Linked DNA regions of Mus musculus: all the other regions are linked to region 1. A link is a contact called in public Hi-C data. All regions are on one chromosome and are shown on one strand. Each heading gives the region's core, a stretch centred on a gene start, on an enhancer-like site or on the middle of the called end of the contact. The rest is flanking DNA. Distances are from core to core; before and after follow the strand shown. Region 1 holds the start of Angptl8 (angiopoietin-like 8). Region 2 overlaps Smarca4 (SWI/SNF related, matrix associated, actin dependent regulator of chromatin, subfamily a, member 4). Region 3 overlaps Smarca4 (SWI/SNF related, matrix associated, actin dependent regulator of chromatin, subfamily a, member 4).

Evidence for each region. A called contact is a pair of places that touch in the nucleus more often than the background predicts.
Region 2: a contact with region 1 is called in a Hi-C map of liver, with 1.9 times the contacts expected there. The contact joins the enhancer-like site here to the promoter of Angptl8 in region 1. A contact is called at or near these places in 4 of 39 promoter capture datasets (the 3T3-L1 cell line, embryonic stem cells and hippocampal neurons), 8 of 484 Hi-C or Micro-C datasets (B cells, bone marrow-derived macrophages, embryonic fibroblasts and 4 more), 1 of 115 datasets of contacts at active chromatin or transcription factors (embryonic stem cells) and 3 of 9 other capture datasets (adipose tissue, embryonic stem cells and liver).
Region 3: a Hi-C map of liver shows a contact between it and region 1, with 2.0 times the contacts expected there. The contact joins the enhancer-like site here to the promoter of Angptl8 in region 1. A contact is called at or near these places in 9 of 39 promoter capture datasets (HPC-7-derived erythroid cells, the SN4741 cell line, embryonic stem cells and 3 more), 4 of 484 Hi-C or Micro-C datasets (bone marrow-derived macrophages, embryonic stem cells and liver), 3 of 115 datasets of contacts at active chromatin or transcription factors (acute myeloid leukemia, double positive thymocytes and embryonic stem cells) and 5 of 9 other capture datasets (adipose tissue, embryonic stem cells, liver and 2 more).

What each region holds. Positions count from the first base shown.
Region 1 is chr9:21,833,577-21,837,272 of GRCm38.p6, forward strand. Angptl8 (angiopoietin-like 8) reads left to right here and starts at 1,934. Exons shown (of 4, transcript NM_001080940.1): 1 at 1,934-2,238; 2 at 2,340-2,501; 3 at 3,267-3,376; 4 at 3,484-3,696. The coding sequence starts at 1,942. The coding sequence ends at 3,511. It overlaps Dock6 (dedicator of cytokinesis 6), which reads right to left. Exons shown (of 50, transcript NM_177030.3): 15 at 1-65.
Region 2 is chr9:21,646,000-21,649,695 of GRCm38.p6, forward strand. It overlaps Smarca4 (SWI/SNF related, matrix associated, actin dependent regulator of chromatin, subfamily a, member 4), which reads left to right. Exons shown (of 34, transcript NM_001174078.1): 12 at 1,352-1,482; 13 at 1,619-1,676. Among named protein-coding and RNA genes, the nearest start is that of Smarca4, 32 kb to the left of the region's middle. Within about 2 kb of position 1,787, at least 10 of the 459 cell types and tissues checked have an H3K27ac peak or open chromatin away from gene starts, as enhancers often do. A contact at or near this core is called in liver, where this site is marked.
Region 3 is chr9:21,688,294-21,691,989 of GRCm38.p6, forward strand. All of the region lies in intron 29 of Smarca4 (SWI/SNF related, matrix associated, actin dependent regulator of chromatin, subfamily a, member 4), which reads left to right. Among named protein-coding and RNA genes, the nearest start is that of Gm26511, 33 kb to the right of the region's middle. Within about 2 kb of position 1,913, at least 9 of the 459 cell types and tissues checked have an H3K27ac peak or open chromatin away from gene starts, as enhancers often do. A contact at or near this core is called in liver, where this site is marked.

The DNA of each region.
Region 1 (3,696 bases), core at 684-3,183:
GGTTGCGCACAGAGCCCTGGCGACTGCTGAAATTGAGGCTGTGTGGGTACACGAAGAGCAGGTTCCTGGAAAAGGAGGGGTGGAGGGACGGAGGACCCTTTAGAGGGCTGGTGACACACAGTCATGGGAGAGATGGACATGAAGCACATGCATGGAAAACAGGGTGGGCTGTGACCCCAGGTGACACAGACAGTGGGTGGAACCTCTGTATGCACACATCTAGCTAGATTCAGGGAGCTACAAGGCCAGGCACAGATGGGTGCTGAGAGTCAGAGGTGTTTTTGTTTTTGTTTTGTTTTTCTAATTCAAGGTCATCCTGGTCTACATAGCAAGTTCTAGGTCAGCCAAAGCTACATAGGGAAATCTTCTCTCAGCAAAACCAAAACAACTAATACCCGAGACAGGGTCTCATCTTGCTCAGGGCAGATCTGAGTTTGCTATTTAGCCTAGAAGGACTTTAAGGTCTTAACTTCCTGTCTCCACCTCCAGAGTGCTGGGGTGACAGGCATATCAGGTACTGGGGGTGGAACCCAGGGCTTTGTGCACACTAGGCAAGTACTCTACCACCTGAGCCCTGGCTCCAGCCCCCGAGGGCCAGAGGTCTGGAGAAGTGGCTCAGCAGTTAAGGGTACGCACTGCTCTTTGAGAGGATCCAAGTTCAGTTCACAGCACCCACTTCAGTCAGCTCCAGGGGGACCTGATGCCTCTGGCCTCTTTGGACATCTCTGTTCAACCCTGCCCCCCAACAATAAATAAATAATTAAAAACATAAGGTGGTCCCACCAGTAGCCAGGTGGCAGACTGGCCTCCCGCAGCCCACACTACCACCTTATTGGCTCCCTGGAGTTATCTATAGGGTCTGTCTTTCAGATACAAAGAGAACCGGAACCTGGTCTTGCCTCTTCTCCCCAGCTGTAAGTGCACAAGCCCCAACCCTGTAGGCCCCCTTAAGCTGTGTGATGGAGGCATCTGGCCTGCTAGCTCAGCCTCTGAAGCTCTGTACCAACAACCAGTAACAGCGAGTCTCCACACAGAACAGTGAGTGGGTCTCTGTGACAGAGTCCTGTGACTCTCGGTGTCAAGCTCATCGCGAATGACTAACTTCACGGCCATTTTCTGTGGTGCTAGCGATGGAATGCTGAGTGCCCCGAAAGCCTTCTACCTCTGAGCATCACCTCAGCTCTTGTTTTCTTGCCATAAGAGAGGATCTAGTTCTGTAGCCCAGGCTGGCCTTGAACTCATGTTCCTCCTACCGCAACCTCAGAGTGTAACGTTCTATTTGCAAGGGAAGCAAGGCTGTTCCTTTGAGTGCGCAAAGTGGATGTTCAACAAATGCTTAGTACTACTTGTGGGACGCCTAGGTAGAGAAAATGGGTTGCAGTACTTGCCCTGTGTGTTCTAGGAAGTTAAATCGAAGTTAGCACAGATCATAAACCATGCGGGGAGTCAGGCTCCATGATCTCAGAAGGAGGATGTCTGTCATGTCACTTTTTCGCCCCTCCTCCACAGCTATTGGCCACACCCAGTGACCCCTGCATTAGCTGTCTGCAGGAAGGAGACAAGGCTGGAGCCCCTGGATGGCCCTTTGGGTGGCCCAGCAATACTGGGCCTGCTGTGTTGGATGTGAAGGGAGCCACGTTCTACACTTAGATGGGAAACTGAGGCTCAAGGCAGTGATATGCTCATACAGACACTGGCGCTGAGAGCTCTGGTCTGAGCTTGCCCACTACCTCCAACCCCCACACACAGCTGGCCCTGAGTTCTAGCAGCGTGATATCAGCATGGCCTGCTTAGCCATCAGTCTGATGCAATGGCTGAGCCTCCGCCAGGCCCTTGTGCAACCATGGCCGGTTAACCATTGACCAGGGGGGTCAATGGCAGCCTATGGAAATAAAAGGCAGCCGCAGCGGCCCGGGAACCACACCCACGAAACTGTCAGCCATGGCTGTGCTTGCTCTCTGCCTCCTGTGGACCTTAGCATCAGCAGTGCGACCCGCTCCAGTGGCCCCTCTGGGTGGTCCAGAGCCAGCTCAATATGAAGAGCTGACCCTGCTCTTTCACGGGGCCCTGCAGCTAGGCCAGGCCCTCAATGGCGTGTACAGAGCCACAGAGGCTCGCCTGACAGAAGCTGGGCACAGCCTGGGCCTCTATGACAGAGCACTGGAATTCCTGGGGACAGAAGTCAGGCAGGGCCAGGATGCCACACAGGAGCTTCGCACCAGCCTGTCGGAGATTCAGGTGAGCACTGGAGCTGGGTGTTGGTGGCAGGTAAGAGTCTGAGGAAATGGTAAACCCAGAACAGAGGAAACATACCCTGATGACACACCATCCTTGAGCAGGTGGAAGAGGACGCTTTACACCTTCGAGCTGAAGCCACAGCCCGATCACTGGGGGAAGTGGCCCGGGCCCAGCAGGCTCTGCGGGACACTGTACGGAGACTACAAGTGCAGCTGAGAGGCGCCTGGCTCGGTCAAGCCCACCAAGAATTTGAGACCTTAAAGGTAAGGGACTCCCAGGTCTGAGAGGGGTATAGCCTGCTTCTCAGAAAGAGGCCACCACTGAATCCTGGGCTAGAGGACCCTCCAGTTGTATATGGGGTTCCAGCCTCAGTGACCTTCTGGAAGTGACCTTTGCAAGTAAGGGCAAGAAGCAGGCACAGCTGTGGTTCTAGAACTCCAGAGGCAGGGGCAGGAGAAATAGAAGGTTAAAGGCAGCCTTGGCTACAAAGTTAGGCCAGCTGACTACATGGTGATACCTTGTCTCAAAGAGAACAAGAGAAAGAACAATCCTAGCACTGGGAATAAAGGCAGGTGTGTGTGTGTGTGTGTGTGTGTGTGTGTGTGGGTGTGTGTGGGTGTGTGTGTGTGTGGAGTCCAAGGTGATTTCTGGCTAGGTAGACATCCGGGTTAAGCTTGGGGTACATGAAGCCCTGTCTCAAAATATGTAAATGAATGAATGAGTAAGGGACCAACAAGGTAGTTAGTTCAGCAGGTAAAGGCTGCCAAGCCCATGACCTGAGATGGATTCCCAGGACCCACGCAGTCCTGGTGCTATGTATCAAGAAACCAATCAATATTGTTTGATGTGCATCTACAAACTATACAGAGCAAGTCCCATTTTAGATATACTTTACAAACAGGGAAACTGAGGCCAGAGGGTCTTGGACATTTGCTGGGCCCCATGGATGGTAACAGAGAAACTTGCAGTGGTCAGGAGATGGGAGGTGACCCAGATCTCCCAGCTAAGGTTTATATACTACCCCACAGGCTCGAGCTGATAAGCAGAGCCACCTCTTATGGGCTCTCACTGGCCACGTGCAGCGACAGCAGCGGGAGATGGCAGAGCAGCAACAGTGGCTGCGACAGATCCAGCAGAGGTGAGCCTGGTGGGATTACTCTGGGGTAGCAGTGGAAGTTGCCTAGGTCCACTGAAGGGCACCTCCCCGAAGCACTGGCCTTGACGGGGCTCTACCTCCCTCCCTAGACTCCACACAGCAGCCCTCCCAGCCTGAGACTACCTGGATGCCACCGAGGACCAGTTGTGCTGCAAGGAACACTGAAGCGCTCCACCAGGCCCATGAACAGGGCTGACAGAGCCGGCTGCCCATCAGCTGGACCTGGCCAGTGCACCCCGCTTCCTGGCAGAGCGGAGACAGAAGCAAGCAGGCGGGATGGAAGGCAGAAGACAGAGCCCTGT
Region 2 (3,696 bases), core at 537-3,036, 190 kb before region 1:
TATTACCTTAAGGTTTCAATTGCTTTGATAACACAACCAAAATCAAGTTGGAGAGGGAAATGTCCATTTCATCTCAGGTTACAAATAACAGAGGGAACTCAGGATAGAAATTTAAGGCAGGAGCTTGGGTGAAACAAATGATGCAAAGACTGGAGGAAGCCTACTTTCTGATGGTGCCCAAGGCTGGACCATCCACAGTGGGCTTTCTGTATCAGTCATCAACGAGGATAATGCCCCACAGGCTTGCCCATAGGACATTCTTACGGAGGCATTTTCTCACTGAGTTCTCTTCTCAGATGACTGTAGCTTCTATCATATTGACAAAACACTAGCCAGCATTGATGTTCTCTTGAATTATTCTAAAAGAATGTGGGCTGCCATATTACAGCACAAAGCCACTGTCAGCGGTTTTAGTATTTTGTTTTATTTTTATTGTTTGAGACAAAGTCTTACTGCCTAGCTGAAGCTGGCAGCCTGCGTCAGCCATTGTGCCTGAAGCACAGAGCCATTTTTCTAAGCCATGTGGGGGACTGAAGGCAGCAGTCTCACCTTACAAAAGTAAGCTTTAGGGGATGGTGCTGAGTCAGCACTGTAGCAGTTTCTCTTCTAAGTTCCTGGTGTCAGTGTCACTCTGCTTGTCCCTGGCCTCACACGCTTTTTAGAGTTGTATGTCTGTGGAAAATTGAGATGAAGGGCTACAGAGATGGCTTAGCAGTTGAGGGCATTGACTGGTCTTGCAGAGGACTTGGGTTTAATTCCTAGCATGCACATGGCAGCTCCCAACTGTCTATAACTCAAGATTTAGGGGATCTCATGCCCTCTTCTGGGGTTCCTATTGGGGTGCCAGGCACATATATAGTGAACAGAAATACAAGCAAAAAAATTTTTTTTAAATATAACTGAGACTCATTCGAGCATTTTTTTAAAAGATTTATCTATCTATCTATCTATCTATCTATCTATCTATCTATCTATCTATTTATTATATGTAAGTACACTGTAGCTGTCCTCAGACACTCCAGAAGAGGGCGTCAGATCTCGTTACGGATGGTTGTGAGCCACCATGTGGTTGCTGGGATTTGAACTCCTGACCTTCAGAAGAGCAGTCGGGTGCTCTTACCCACTGAGCCATCTCACCAGCCCCATCCCAAGCATTTTAATCCAAATTTTAGGGTAGAGAAATTATCAGGCCTCAGTCCTTTTTACCTTCAGAGTGATGTGCTGCGTCTTCTGTCCTCCTCCTTGGTTTCTGATGCTGTAGCTCAGACCAGTCTCCTCCTTGTGATCTCTGCATTTGGGTCCCGGGGTGGGAACTGGGGAGTCTTTGCTCCTGACAGTCACTTTCTTTCAGCCTCTGGATGAGACCAGCCAGATGAGTGACCTCCCTGTGAAGGTGATCCACGTGGAGAGTGGCAAGATCCTCACTGGCACAGATGCCCCAAAAGCCGGGCAGCTGGAAGCCTGGCTTGAAATGAACCCAGGGTGAGTTAAATGCTTCCTTTGTGGGACTTGCGGCTGGGGCAGTGGTACTTGCATTTGAGGGCCAGATCAGGTTCTAGGGAAAGTAAAGCTGCTACTTGCAGGCAGAGCTGCATCCAAATACTGCTGTGTTCCCTAGGTATGAAGTAGCCCCCAGGTCAGACAGTGAAGAAAGTGGCTCTGAAGAGGAGGAGGAGGTAAGAGACCACTTTGTTTTAACTGTTGTTGGGGTTTCCACCTTGTTTGTGGATGTCACCCTGTGGACTGTGCCCTTGTGCCTTGTGTGCTGGCAGGGCATGGTGTGGCAGGGGCAGCCACAGCTCTGGGCTTGCCTGGAAGTGGTGCTTCAGAGCTTTGCTAACTTGTGGACTGTTTCCATTCAGGGCAATCCAGTTTAATCATTTCCTCGGTTGCACTGGCCACATTTCAAGCACCCAGCATCACTCCTCTGAACGCTCTGCTGCTTTTGCCCATTCATCAGTGCTGTGATTGAACAGTCATGAGTGCGTGCCCCATATATGCGGCTGCCTCGCCTCAGTGTTCTCTTGCTCATGCCTCTTGATGGCTCCTGCCTACATCTGTTTCTCCCTGGGCTTTGTGTTCCCCTTCTCCCCACATCATTAGGCCGATGGAATGCCATCTACTCAAGCCTTCCCTGTTGAATTGCTGTGTTAGAAAGAGGACTTGTGGTTTTTATGTCTACTGGAGTCTTGAGGGCCACCTGCCTACATAAGAGTCAGTTTTAGGTGCATATGTATATATCTAAGCTGTTTGTTTGTTTTTTTGTTTCAGACAGGGTCTTGCTATTTTTTGCACATTCTGGCTTGAAGCTCAGACATGCATCCTCCTGCCTTTCTGAATGCTAGAGTTAGTTATACCTGTTACTACCATGCCCTGTAGAGAATATTGTGTTCTAATGTAAACAGCTTCATTGAGATCTAATTTACATAAACTGGAAAGTTCAATTATTTCTTAGTTAACATATGGAACTGCGGATCAGCTCCTCACACCAATTAGAAAGCAACCTTTAAGCTGTCTGTGGCTGTCTGCTCTCCCTTCCCTTTATGCCCAGCAAGCCACAGAACCGTTTTTGTTTGTTTGTTTGTTTGTTTTTTATTTCTTGTTGGATGAGTCTTCCTGTATAGCCCAGGCTAGCTTCGACTTAGTATCCTCTAACTTGAGTCTCACGAGTACTAGGATTACAGCCACGCACCCCACAGAGCTCACCACTCTGCTTTCCATCTCCAGATTAGCCATTTGTAGACTTGCTGCAAATGGAGTCGGAGCACCAGTGTGTTGGCATGTTACCGAGGTTCATCATGTGTTGTGTGTGTTGTAAGAACTTGATCTTTTTATTGCTGCATTGTGTTCCATTGTATAAATATACCACATTTTGTTTACCTGTCCACCATCGGTTGACACTTGTATTTCTGTTTTTACTATGAATAATTACGTTGTGAACATTTGAAAACATGGTTTGTGTGGACATATGTTTTCATTTTTCTTGGGTAGATGCCTAGGCGTGGATTTGCTGGGTCACGTGGTAAGTTTATGTTTACTTTCTAAGACTGCCCAACTGTTCTCCAAAGTGGCTGTACCATTTCACAGGTTCCAGTTTTTCCATGTCCTCACCAACACTTGGTATTGTCTGTCCTTTTGCTTATGGCCATTTTAGTGGGTGTGTGGTGGCATCTCATTTGGTTTTCATTTGCATTGCCCTAGTACGCAGTGATGTTAAGCATCTTCATGTGCACATGTGCGCCATCCAGCCATCTTCCTCAATGGAAGTCTGCTCAAGTCTGGTCTTAACTGGGCTGCCGTCCTAATGAGCTCTCAGCCCTTACTTATTCTAGACACACATCTCTGACCCAGTGTATAATTTGCAAATATCTTCTCCCAGTATGCTTGGTTTCTCACTCTTTGTGTGTGTGTGTGTGTGTGTGTGTGTGTGTTACCTGTAAATATATAAGTGTAGGCACACAACAGTGTGTATGTAGAAGTCAGGGGACAGCCTGAGATGTCCATCCTCACCTCTACCTAGAGCCTGGAGCTCTCTTTACTGCTGTGTACTACAGGTGAGCTGGCCCACATGTTTCTAGGGATCCTTCTTTCTCTGCCCTCCCATCTCACCATAGGAGCATTGGGATTATAGACATGCAGTACTGCATCTGGCATTATGTTGTGTCTGGGGATTGAACTCAGGTCCTCACACTTGTG
Region 3 (3,696 bases), core at 663-3,162, 150 kb before region 1:
GCCCAGTAGCATGAATTTGATATCCAGGACCCACATGGTAGAAAAGAATTGACAAGTTGTCTTCTGATGTCCATGTATGTGCTTATGGTATAAGCTCCCACATATACACACAATAAGTACTGTTTTAAAAATACTGAGCCGTCAAATTGATCTTTTTTTAATGAAAGAATTGAGAGACATCCAAAAGATCCAAAATTTTGGCAGTTGAGGCCAAGATCTTGAAGCAACTAAACCTCATCCTCTGAGCTAAGCTCAACTCCTCTGTGTTAGTTGTTCTGTCCCAAGAGCCCAACCCTTGTCCATAGCAGCAGGGTTTCAGTCTTCTAGACAGGAAGCATCGACGGGGCATGAAGCTTTGACAACTATAATAGCCTCTGTCTGAGAGCTGTGGGCACAGATACTGCTGCTGTCTAGAGGGCCGTTATCTACAAAGCTCTGTGTACTTCAAGCGTGGGCGAAGTCCGGGATTGATCCACTGTGCTAGACAGTAAGCAGCAGAACCCTCCAAGTGAGCCTGAGTGGTGATCTGCCCCAGAGGGACTCTGGATAGCTATGAATGTTGAACCTTTATTTCTAGATGTGAGCATGACAGTAGTAAGGTCACTGACAGTGTGTGCACTTCGCTGGATTTTAATGTATCTGGAGCAATCCATATGAAAGAACCAAGTGCCAAGGCCTCAGTTTCTTCCATTCTGTACCGTACTGAAAATGCTTCCTTCACCTCATGTCACTTCCATGGTGTGAAAGGTGACTCACCCAGCAGTAGAACAGGACAGTCTCCAGAGAACAGAAAATGTGATCGTAGTGCAGTTGGTAAGGTGAAGACTCTCTTAGAGTTGGTTTGTCAAGATGGCTCTGTTGCAGGGCTCAGCCTATTTTTTTTTTTTTTTTAAGTGAAACCTAAATGCTGCACACCTAGTGAGGCAGTGACAGTGTGCATATAGGACCCTGGGGACAAGAGGTCTTGGGGCTTGATACTTGGTTTCTGTGTGAGTTTAACTAGAGTGGACAGTATCAAGGAATCTAGGCTCCACAGAGGGAAGGATTAAAGGATCGTCACCGGAAGCCTCTGAGTCTGAGGGTGGCGGTGAGCTCTGGTTTCGTTGGAAGCAGGTCCCATCACCCTAGCATGGATTCCTCATAGCCCCAATCACGTGTCACCTGAGGAAAGACAGCCTTGCCTCATTTTTCTGGTCAGATACCACCTACCTTACTCGGTTAAACTCTCTTGTTCGTTCGTTCGTTCTTTCTTTCAATAAATTTTCAAAAATTATGTTTAGGTACAGCAGTGGCTCATTTTGTGTGTACTTTTGACACTTACTTAATTAAACTTGCTCCTAGGAAGACAAGACAAGCTGTTAGGCTGTACATTGTGAGCTTAGGCAAAGTCTGGTAGAAAGGCGGAGATGAAAATGGCCAAGGGAAGTAGCTAACAGAACAGCCACAATTCTGGTAATAAATGGAACTTTTTTTTTTTAAGATTTATTTATTTATTTATTTAATGCATATGAATACACTGTAGCTGTACAGATGATTGTGAGCCATCATGTGGTTGCTGGGAATTGAACTCAAAACCTCTGCTCCCTCTGGCCCAAAGATTTATTTATTATTATATGTAAGTACACTTTAGCTGTCTTTAGACACACCAGAAGAGGGCATCAGATCTCATTACGGAGGGTTGTGAGCCACCATGTGGTTGCTGGAATTTGAACTCAGGACCTTCAGAAGAGCAGTGTTGACCGCTGAGACATCTCACCAGCCTCAGGGATGCCTGGACACCCAGGGGTTTTGTTGGGACTTGGTTGTGTGTTCACATCTGGCCATTCACATGACTGACCTCTGTATCCACTACCTCTGCTGGTCAGCCTGATCCAGACTTACCAGCTTAAATCACAGCCCTACCTCCTGCCCAGAAAGGCATTTCAAGGGCTCAGAGGTCACTTTGCAGCACCCAAGGACGGAGGCCACAGATTGTGTATGACATGCCTGTCATCCAGAAGGTTCTGAGTCAGCACTGGCCTCTGGCATGGCTGGCAGCATTCAAAGTCAGGTCCAATGACCCTTACCCTCTGTCAGGCTGTGCTAGAGAAAAGAGGGGGAAATAACACCGTAGCATCAAACTGCAGTTTTACTTCTTATTTTAGACAAGAGCTCACTATGCAGCCTTAACAAACATCAAACTTTTATTTTTTTTTACTCTTTTAATGTATGTGAGTGTTGTAGCTTGTGTGTGCCTGGTGGCAGAGAGCAGAAGAACTGGAGTTATATAGAGATGCTTGTGAGCCACCATGTAGGTGCTTTGAACCTGTCTTCCGCCAGAGCACTCTGAGCCATCAAATGAAATATTCAGGAAAACGTTTGAACCTTTTGGGTTGTTGGTTGGTTGGGTTTTGTTTTTGTTTTGATTTGTTTTTTAAAGACTTATTTATTACGTATATAGTCCTCTTCCTGTATATAGTCCTGCAGGCCAGAAGAGAGTACCAGATCACGTTATAGATGGTAATGAGCTACCTTGTGGTTACTGGGGATTGAACTCAGGACCTCTAGAAGAGCAGACAGTACTCTTAACCTCTTTATTGTTTTTTAGGCAAGCACTTGCTTTATTTATAGCCGAAGCTGGCCTCAACTTTAAGGAAATCCAATTGCTTCAGCCTTCTGAGCATTGGGGTTACAGATTGGGATCTTTTCAGATTCCTTCCTAAAGCCCTCTACTCAGATATGCAGTGAGCCTAGTTAAAAATGGAACCTGAAGGACCTGAATTACCACAGTGCTTCGCTCCTCCCTACCCTACTCCACAGGGTTTCTCAGCATAGACCTAGCTGTCCTGGACTTCATTCTGTAGACCAGGCTGGCCTGGAACTCACGGGGATCTGTAAGGGTCCTGACTACCTAGCTACCTGTAGTGGAGCTACTCTGTTCTCCTTGCTGTCTCAGGCTCCATCCATGTTAGAGAGCTGCTAGAGCAAGAATAACGCCAGCCAGGCTTGGTGGCGCACGCCTTTAATCCCAGTACTCGGGAGGTAGAGGCCAGCCTGGTCTACAAAGTGAGTTCCAGGATAGCCAGAGAAACCCTATCTCGGGGAAAAAAAAAAAAAGAATAACGCTGTGCCTGGCACGTGTGCTCTGAGCCCTGTCCCCAGCACTGTCGCACACAACAGCCAAAGGCCCATCAGAGAAGTGAGGTGGGGAACACAAGGTCTTAACTTTGAAATCAAAACATGGATGAACGTTAAGAGTGAGGTCTACAGACATGGCTCAGAGGTTAAGAGCATTGAGTGGTCTTCCAGAGGTCCTGAGTTCAATTTCCAGCAACCGCATGGTGGCTCACAACCATCTGTAATGAGATCCAATGTCCTCTTCTGGTGTGCCTGAAGACAGCTACAGTGTACTCACATACATTAAATAAATAAATCTTTTTAAAAAAAAAGAAAATTAAAGCTGGGCGTGGTGGCGTACACCTTTAGTCCCAGCACTTGGGAAGCAGAAACAGGCAGATTTCTGAATTCGAGGCCAGCCTGGTCTACAAAGTGTGTTCCAGGACAGCCAGGGCTACACAGAGAAACCCTGTCTCAAAAAAACCCAAAAAAACAAAAAACAAAAAACAAAAAAAAATAGAAAAGAAAAGAAAATTAAAATGGAGTCAGGAGTTGAGGTTTTACCTTGTCTTGGACCATGGAAAAACAAGGGCACCAAGC